Regions from separate parts of the Capsicum annuum genome. Here region 1 is linked to region 2. A link is a contact called in public Hi-C data. All regions are on one chromosome and are shown on one strand. The core of a region is the stretch at or near the end of the contact, and the rest is flanking DNA. Distances in the headings are between cores, read along the strand shown. Region 1 has its middle 69 kb from the start of LOC124898304. Region 2 has its middle 13 kb from the start of LOC124898304.

Evidence for each region. A called contact is a pair of places that touch in the nucleus more often than the background predicts.
Region 1: a contact with region 2 is called in a Hi-C map of leaf, with 1.7 times the contacts expected there. The contact joins two enhancer-like sites. A contact is called at or near these places in 2 of 5 Hi-C or Micro-C datasets (bud and leaf).

What each region holds. Positions count from the first base shown.
Region 1 is chr1:158,208,702-158,214,110 of UCD10Xv1.1, reverse strand. No RefSeq gene overlaps it. Among protein-coding and RNA genes, the nearest start is that of LOC124898304, 69 kb to the right of the region's middle. Within about 2 kb of position 1,345, at least 4 of the 5 cell types and tissues checked have an H3K27ac peak or open chromatin away from gene starts, as enhancers often do. A contact at or near this core is called in bud and leaf, where this site is marked.
Region 2 is chr1:158,127,039-158,131,834 of UCD10Xv1.1, reverse strand. No RefSeq gene overlaps it. Among protein-coding and RNA genes, the nearest start is that of LOC124898304, 13 kb to the left of the region's middle. Within about 2 kb of position 3,529, at least 5 of the 5 cell types and tissues checked have an H3K27ac peak or open chromatin away from gene starts, as enhancers often do. A contact at or near this core is called in bud and leaf, where this site is marked.

The DNA.
Region 1 (5,409 bases), core at 96-2,595, 84 kb before region 2:
TTACTAACGAGAATTGACGCGCTCTCTTAAAACAGATGCATGTGAGAAATGTGTCCCACTCTCCCAGCTTGTCCAGCTGTAATCTAGCCCTTTATGCTCCTACTGCCAGCTGTTTAGGCTACGTAGAAAGAAATTACTCCCCTCCAATCAAAAATAATTTCCAAATGGAAAAAGGGCTATGCCAAATGGCATCGTCTTCTCGCCAAAAGAACCTGCAAATTGAAAATTATAATCCTTCCTCACTCCCTCCATCTGATACTACTCTAATCCCTATAACCAATCCTGGACCCTATATATCTCAACTAAAAGATATGCAATCATCATACAAAAACTCTCACTCCACCTTTGATATAACCAAGACTTTAGACATCTACAACAATGCTTCATCAATTGATTCTACTCAACAAACAAAAATATCCATAAGTCCACTCCACAAAATTACTCTCCCATCTTTAGTCATGATCACTCACCCACATCTCCCTCCACAAGTAGCTCAACACTCTTTTGTGGTAGCGACTCAAATAATCCTTCCCAGTCATCAAACCCAATCTTGAATTGAGCATGCATTAAAGGATTAAGCAGTCTTCCTAACCATGGACATTCATGGAGTGAACACCCTGATCATTATCCAAAATCTGAGCTTTCTTTTGCAGTTGATAATGGAGGGGATGCAGCTGGCCATGGCAAACTACATGAACCACCAGCTGCTTCACAATCTTCTCCTTTGGAACACTGACTTTATTATTGTAACTCACCTTAGCTACTCTGACCAAGAATTACATGCCATGATAAAGGTACTCCCAAATCATAAAACTTGATGTTTGAGTGTATTTTACGCTAGTACTAACTCTCTTAAATGTCAACTTCTCTGGCAAAATCTACTAGCAATCTCTAGGAGCTTACATCCCTATTCAACTACTGATCTTTAGAGTATAGTTGGAGATTTCAATGAGATTTTGTCCCACCAAGATAAATGGGGAAAAATACCCTAAATCATACTCGTGGCTCTAGATTTCAATGATGTATTACCCAGTGTAATCTTATCGATCTAGGTTTTAAGGGTTGCCGCTTCACATGGTCTAACCGTCAGAAAAAACAAAGAGGGTTAATTTTAGAACAATTGGATCGAAGGTTTGCTAACCACCCTTAGTTACGTTATTAATCCAATGCTTCAGTTACTTACCTTCCCAAAATGTATTCCGATCATCATCCTCTCCTCATTCGTCTCACCTATAATATTTATACTCTTTTGACCAAGAACTTTCGTATAGAAGGCTATTGGCCCTCTCATCCTGTCTTTAGGGGCATAGTTACCAGTACCTGGCAAGGGAAAAGCTTCACTAATGCCTCTATGGATTTTAAGAAACAAGTTTCTAGCTGGAGTGCTCTCAAAGTAGTATCCTTTTAGTTTCTTCCTTAAAACTCTAGAGAAAAACCTTATCAATGATTATAACTCTATTCTTATAACGGAAGATCATTGGAAGATTCGTTCTAGAGTTGACTAGCATAGCGAAGGTGATGCAAACACTCGTTTCTTCCACCTTTCAGTATTAAATAATAGAGAGCTTACTCCAATTCCATCCGTTATTTGACCAAACATCACAGAGTTTAAGACGGTGTTCTTGTTGGGTGAGAGGACCATGGATTAGGGATCTAAGAGAGGGGGAACTGGGGAGCCATCTAAAATTCTATAAATTAATCATATGGCCCATCCCAGGAGCCCAAGTGATACGGTTTGTACATAAGTTCCCTCCTATGAGAATATTGTTCCAGATAAAAGAAGACCTTGCGTGGGCCCTACTGCTTCCATACCTTTGGATTAGAGTGGAGTCCCAAAGGGTAGTAGGAACACTAAATAACCGCCAAGAGAGATTGAAAGGGAGGGATAGGTTCTTATCTTCGGCTTTGAGCAGCCCCAACCCCCCTTTACTTTTAGGAGATGCGACAGTATTCCAATTAGCATAATGTAGCTTCTTTTTTTCGAACTGGTACCCCATAAAAAACCCCTTTAGATTTTATCAATTTGCTTGTAAGTCAAAAGAGGGAGGAGGAAGTATTGCATGGAATAAGTTGGGATGGCATTAAGGAAGGATCGAATAAGGGTCAGACGACCAACTTGATTAATCAAGATAATGGACTTTCCAGGTTGCAAGTTTATTACGGAAATTGTCAATTAGATACTGGAAATCTTTAGGTGTGGGTTTCTTTTGTAATATTGGGAAACCCAAGTAACATCAAAAATTTATTGATTTGTTAATGTTTAGCAGTTGGTGAACCAAAGCACAAATATTGGTATTACAGGCAGGGGAGAAAACAGCTCTAGATTTGGTAGCATTAACCCGCTGACCTGAGAGACTACAGAAGGTAAAAAGGACGCACAAATATCGGTATTACAGGTAGGGGAGAAAACAGCTCTATATTTGGTAGCATTAACCCGCTGGCCTGAGAGACTACAGAAGGTAAAAAGGACATGATGGATAGTATGAATAGTCTTAGTGTTAGCTTTAGCTATAAGAGTTAAATCACCTGTGAAGAAAAGGTATGAGAAATGAGGGCCCCTACTGGAGATGGTAATGGGATCCCATTTGAGGATATCAACTTTATGGTTTATATAATTTGAGAGAACCTCTAAACATAGAATAAAAATATATGGGCACATAGGCTCCCTCTTGCGTATCCCTCGTGATGGAGAGAAGAAGTGAGTTCTGGTCCCATTAACTAACACCGCAATGTTGCTAGTACTAATATAATATAGAATGAGATGGTAATTTTAGACAAAAATTTAAAGTAACTTAGTGTGAGGTGGACGAAAGACTATTCGAGACGATCAAAGTCTTTTTCGATATGGATTTTAAGAAGTATGTTTGGCTTAGAACTACGACTTCTGTGAAGATTATGGAAGAGTTCTTGGACAAGGATCACATTATAACGGATGGAATTGGAATAAGCTCCCCATTACTTAACACTTGGAAATCTTACAAAAGGTAACATTTTTGTCTCTTCGACCTCATGTTCCAGATGCTCCCTACTGGGCCCTAAACTCTAACGGTATATTTACCACTAAATCTCTTTGCCCATATCTATCTGGTAATCCCCCTCATACCCCTACCTTACTCCTTTCATTGGATTTGGACTTTGCCTACACTTCTAAAAATTAAATTTTTCCTATGGTTGTGCTCTCATGAGAAACTTCCCACCAACTCATATCTCTCTTACATAGGAATCATTCTTAATGCTTCATGCCCCTTGTGCTCATAGGAAACCATCCACCATTTCTTTTTTGAATGTCCATCAGCCAAGAAATATTGGTTAGACATAGGGCTCAACATGCATGGAATTCTTACAGCTTCCACCCACTGGATCCTAAATCTTAACAACTTAAATGTTCCCATATCAAACACTAGACTTCCCTAGACTATTTCTACCGTTTCACCTTAGGGTTTATTTAATTGAATCGTAATGCTCATCTCTTTCAACCTACTCCCAAACACCCTTTCCCCCCTTTATACCTCACATATGTTATTATTGTGCCTCTGAATTCTCTTACTCTAATCATACCACTCCTTCCAGCAGAAGCACCCTTGTCCAAGTTTAATGGCATCCTCCCAAAAGGGGCCATTATAAGATAAACACAGATAGAGTTTTCAAACAAAACTCTAACAAAGCTGGTATTGGAGGTGTTATCCATGATGAAGCAAGAAATTGGGTAGTGTGATATGCCATGAATACTCCTCCTCATAGCTATACTATGGCTAATTACAGGCACTTGAACAAGGCCTCATACTAGCAAGAGACTATTAAACTAGCCCTCTGGAAATTGAGACTGATTCTACTGAGGTCATCCGTCTCCTACAACACTCTCATTCACCTTATGATGCTATTGTTTCATCTTGCGGGTTAATATTGAAGAAGTTGGGGACACCGCCAGTGCACCATAATTTCAGACAGGGCAATAAGGTGGCCGACTTTTTGGCCAATGAAGGTTGTAGCTTAAATATGATGTAATATCCTACTACTTTGTTATGTCCTCCTGTAGTACTCCAGGGTGCTTTGTATGCAAACAAGGATGAGGTTATATCTACTAGAAGGACTTCTCTCTCAACGTGTACTAGATTAGCAACCCTTGGCAATCGTAATGTACTTAGTAGGTCTGGTAGTGGTACTGTTATGAAGTTTAGTAATGCTATTGATACTAATATTATATCTACTCTGAACAATGTAACTATTTAATGTTTATATTGTTGGGTTTAAGGTGTATATATGAATGGAAAATAAAGAGAAATGGAGTCATTAAAATGAAAAGTGTACTCTTTTATGAAAAGTCTACTAAATTCTCCCACATTGGTGGGAGAAAGAAGCTTTCAAGTGTTTATATTGAGAAACACAACTTCACTTGGAAAAGTGAGGCAAAGAACAAGAGGTGCCTCGCGCCGTCGTCGCTCGCTCGGCTTCGGATTTGGATTTTTCAAATGATCGATCAATGAGATCTATCTTTTTGGACAAAATTTATTTGAAACATGACGAACAAGTGAAATTTTAATTCAAAGAATCTGATAGAAATGTTTTTATCCATGTGCAGGTGCATTTCGAACACTATGAAAACACGTGCACAATGCACCTCAAACGGATGCGACCCTTCGAGGGAAGAGGCACACTATTTCACGTAAAGTGGCATCTATGTGCGCACCCTGGCGACCTTTGACCGCAGGTCAAACGCAGGTGTAGCACGGAAGACACTGGAATTTGGATAGTGTCACTTGCGGCTGCAGATAGGGCGCAGTTCCAGTACACACTGGATGCAGGTGACGTGACTGTACTGAATAGGTGCCTTTTGCTGAACCAATGCTTCCTTTCCAAAGGGACACCTTAAGGCTATAAATACCTGACATTTTCGTCAGGTATAGACATGATTTTTACAACAAAAACACTCTTCTTCTCTACAAAAACTCAGTGTGATCATTAGTCGTTGAGTGAGTTCGACGAATCCAATAATTTGAGGTACCACTATTGTTGGATTGAAAGCCATTTTTTCCTAGGGAAAAAATATCATAACCTCGGGTACAATGGGGGGAATTATTCATTAAGGATACTCCATGAAGTCGGGAAATTTGGCTTTAAATTTTTGTTTCATCTTATTTCTGAAACTATAACACACTTCTTGGATAGATTATTTTTAATCTTGTGCTGAAGGTGTTGTGTAACTTCATAGGTGTTCTTGTGTTTAGACTTGAACTTATATTGAAGTTGTTGTATGTCTAAAGGCAGATTTGTATACCCAAAACATTGAAAATAACAACCTTAAGGAATAATTCAGAATCTGTATTGCTTAGTTTCTAAAGATTAAAGCTTTAAGCTTTCTACTCCGTTTGAACTTAACTAGTGATTTGAAGACATAAAATCTTCATCACA
Region 2 (4,796 bases), core at 2,280-4,779:
TAAATGTGAATAAAAAGGACTTAGATCGATATTGATGTCTGAAGAATGTGATACTAGATGGAATGTTACGTATGATTATTTAAAAACTTGTCATACTTATAGAGTTCCTATTACGCTAACTTCTGACCAACATTGTAGTTCATTTGTTGATTCGGCTGAATGTATGCTACATGATTCTGATTGGGCTGTAATTGATGGTTTTGTTAAGTTTTTGAAAAAAAATTATATAGCTACGGTTGAATTTTTCGATGCTTATTATCCTACTGTTTGTAATATTTTAGCATATATAGCCGATATTTCTGCTTTGCTCAAAGAATATAAAAATAAAGAAGGTTTCAAAGAAGTTGTTGGTGCTATGTTTGCTAAATTTAAAAAATATTTTTTTCGATTCCTCCTATTTACTTGGTTGGTGCTATACTAAATCCATGTATGAAATATACTAATATGTGTCACTTTAGTACTCTTATTTATTCTAACTTAGAGATAAATACTAACAATGATTCTGATGATGAAGAATAAGAACAATCAGATTTGTATACGGCTATGAGTGATGCGAACATTTACATAAATAAATTATATAATCATTATGCTGATTTACTTGATTTAGCTATACTGGCAAATATCACTCCAACTGTCGCTCCTCATCCTCCCAAGGAGCCATCATTTTCTAAAAGGCCGGCACATAGTGGTTTTCCTGATTACTTTTATAATTTAAATGTTTGGAACAGTTTTAAGGAGGGAACTTATACAACAGCTTCTCGGGAAGAGCTTAAATATTATCTTCGAACGTCGATAGAGGATCGTAGACAACGGATCAACGAGTTAAATTAGTGGAAGAATAATGAAATACAATAGCCTGTGCTTTCAAGATTAGCTAGAGATATATTGAATGTTCCAATGTCAACCGTTGCATCGGAAAGCGCTTTTAGTCAGGGACTATAACAGCTTGGAGACAACTGACACTCATTGGGAAGCAATGCTATGAATGTTCTAGTTTGCCTTAGAGATTGGATTAGAGCGTAATGAAGAAATCAAGGAAAGGAGGTGTAGCCGAAAGACGAATAGAATCTTGAAGAAATTATGACTTCAAGGGAGAACTCAGCACAATCAAGTTCAATGCATGATTTTGCCCCCATTGATTTTGACTATCCTATGCAAGTTTCCGTTAATGTTAACATGGATGAGTTGGAAAAAATGAGGAAAACTTTGAAGATTTTTCATTCATGTACATTATAAATTTTGAATTATTTTGCAATCAATAAAATATAACATTCATTCACTCCTTACTTTATAAATTTTTTTCATTTAATGATTTAAATTGAATTTCTAGTTTAAATTAAATACTTAGTTTTAATATATTACTAATTTACTATCAAACTTTACACTAAGTAATAGATAGTTAAAATTTAAACATAACAAACATATAATCATATATACACATAATGAAAAAATAAATTTCTTTTAAGTTCAAAACCTCAAGTATTATTAATTTATTATATTAAGTAGCATATTTTTTAAAGTAATACATATATTGAATGATACGTATATATGTGTATATATTTTCTATAGACTCTAAAGTAGTATATATTTAAGGTATACATGTGTGTGTGTGTATATATATATATATTGTAGTATATATCTTGTAGTATATATCTTATAGTATATGTTTTATTTAAAATAGTACATATATTGAATGGTACGTATATATGTGTATATATTTTCTATAGACTCTAAAGTAGTATATATTTAACGTATACATGTGTATATGTTTTATAAATTAGTATATATATTGTAGTATATATCTTGTAACATATGTTTTATTTAAAATAGTACATATATTGAATGGTACGTATATATGTGTATATATTTTTTATAGACTCTAAAATAGTATATATTTAAGGTATACATGTGTATATGTTTTATAAAGTAGTATATAACTATATATATAGTGTGTGTATTTATTGTAGTATATGTTTTATTTAAAGTAGTACATTTATTGAATGGTACGTATATATGTGTATATCTTTTCTATAGACTCTAAAATAGTATATATTTAACGTATATATGTGTATATGTTTTATAAACTAGTATATATATTGTAGTATATGTTTTATTTAAAGTAGTATATATATTTAATTAACACATAGTCGTATACATGATTACATGTGTAATTGTGTATACGTGTATATGTTTTTTAAATTCTAATGTAGTATATACTATATATAGAGTGTATATATATTGTTTAACGTATTTAAAATGTATATAGATTGGTATATATAGTGTATATTGGAGAAAAACTTTTAATTTTTATTTTTTTTTGTAACCGGTTTTGACTGGGTTTACCTGAGTTAGGTGTAATGGACCGATCCCGAGTTATCTCTTGAAAATTTACTGTTGGCTCGGAACTGGACCGGCTCGTTAAACCAAGCCCGAAATTAGACCAGCCCACAACCCGGTTAAAAGTGACAGGTCAATTTCGAATTGACCTGACCCGATCCCGTTAACTGGTTTAAACTATTACTATTACTTATAATTAATGTTTTAAGGTTGTTAATATATGTAATTTTTTCTAACTAGTTTTAGAAGAGATGGACTGTAAGTTAACCTCGATTATTGTGGTAAAGTACATTAAAACCCCACACGGGTAAAAAAGAAAAATCTTGTGGTTATAGTTGCAAGTCTATATCAGACGCTGAAATAAAAAAACGCATTATTATGAATAACCCCACTCAATGACAAGGGTCCTTAAGGGTGTATTTGGCAAGCCTTATTTGGAAAAGAGATTAAAGTTGTTAAAAAGTTTTTAGTCTGTTCCCACTAAAAAATTGATATGGATTAACGAGTTGTTTAAGTCTACTGAAATTAGTTTAAGAGGAATAACGAGTTATAACTTCTCTCGACGTTTACGACTACATAACTGAAAAATACAACAAAAAAATATAATAGTTAAACTATAAAGATTGTTTGATCGAATATAAGTTAGGTGAAATTAAAACAAACAACAACAACATATTCAATATATTTTTATTAGTTAGGTAAAAATTAGCAATGCAAATTATTTATCATGGATTTGAAACACTTAAAATTGCAGGTGAGACACATGCATGCACTACGATCTAACTTTGTTTTAGGTTTGATTTACTAGCAGTTCGATTATAATTAGGTGATAATGAAAATGAACAAAGTATACAGTAAACGAAATAAGACAAATAAAACAAACTAATCCAAGAAAGCCCGGAGCAAAAATGAGGACATTCAAGATCAACCCCATGTTGACCGAGTTATTGACGGAATAAGATTACCACTAAACTAGATAAATAGTCAGGAATAAAAATTACTTGAAGACCGAAAAAAATCATAATATTGAGCAAGATAACAGATACTCATATTCTTTAAAAAATGAGGAAACTATTTATATATTATAATATTAAGCTTTGGCTAATTAAAATTCGACGGTATAACCCTAAAAGAATTAAAACATTTGATGTCGTGGCACGTGTGCAACACGTGTTCGACCCGCTACTAAACCAACGAATAATTCCTACACTGCTCAGCTCTGTACAAATTTGTCTGCGTATAAGAGCAGGCTAATAAATTGATCTCCTATTTGTGCTTCATATGTCATCGAGGTTGACGATCCATTGAGTTCTTATCCCTTATGTGAAGGCACTTTTGCTGCCATTAACTTGAGAAAGATTTCTCACACCTTCTGTACTTATTGTCATAACAGATCCTTATGTTGATTCTCCTCATAGTGCCACGCGTTTCTAGTCAAATTTTACTCCATAAAAAACATAGTGAAAAAAAAAAAAACAAATAGCATAGATATTATTTCTCCTTTTAACTTCTTATTTTTTTTCCTTATTTTTTTCAAGAAAAAACAAAAGAAGAAATAAATTGAAGCAGCGTGAGGGCATTTTTGTTAATTTTAGTTTAATACTTATATTTTTATTCCATAACTAGTTACAAGAAGTCCGTGTAAAGCACTATTCAATATTTATTTCAAATTAATATTATGACAATAATTATATTAATTAATATGACATTTTTTGAATTTTGAAATTTAAATAAATTTATTTTTCAAAATAATTTTTACATAAATTCTTGAAGTATTTTAAATTAGCAATTATTGTGATTTATTATTCAAATATATAGTTTCGTTTGAAAATTTAATTCACGATCAAAATTTTTGAAAATTTAACTGTACAAATGTATAAATTAATAAAGAGCGTGAAAAGCAAAATTTGGTGGGCATATATTACCATTTTCAAATAACACAGGCTCAGTATATATTTTTTTTGTCTTAATTTATACGACAGAAATAGAATTTAGATAATCAATCATATTTTAATATGTTTTTAAATATTTTAAGTTGTTAACTATTGTAATTTATAATATTTTTAATATAATTTAGAAATAATAGACACTCCTCTTCCTAGCCAAACTTTTGTGTCATTGATAGTCAATTATATATATTTTTTTTTAAATTTAAGTTTTAAATTATTGTGATTAATAATTTTCTTCTGTTTCAATTTAAGTGATATTTATATGATTTCGAGAGTCAATCAAATCATTTAAATTTTTTAGGTTGTTAATTATTGTGATATATAGTATTTTTACGTATTATTTTGTAATATATAACAGATTAATTAATTTTTGTAGGTTTTTAAATTTTTAACTATTGTAATTTACAATACATTCATATGTTAATCTCCTTATCCAAACTTTTGTAACATTAATAGTCAATTATATTTTTAAAATAATTTAAATTTTAAATTATTGTGATTTACAATATT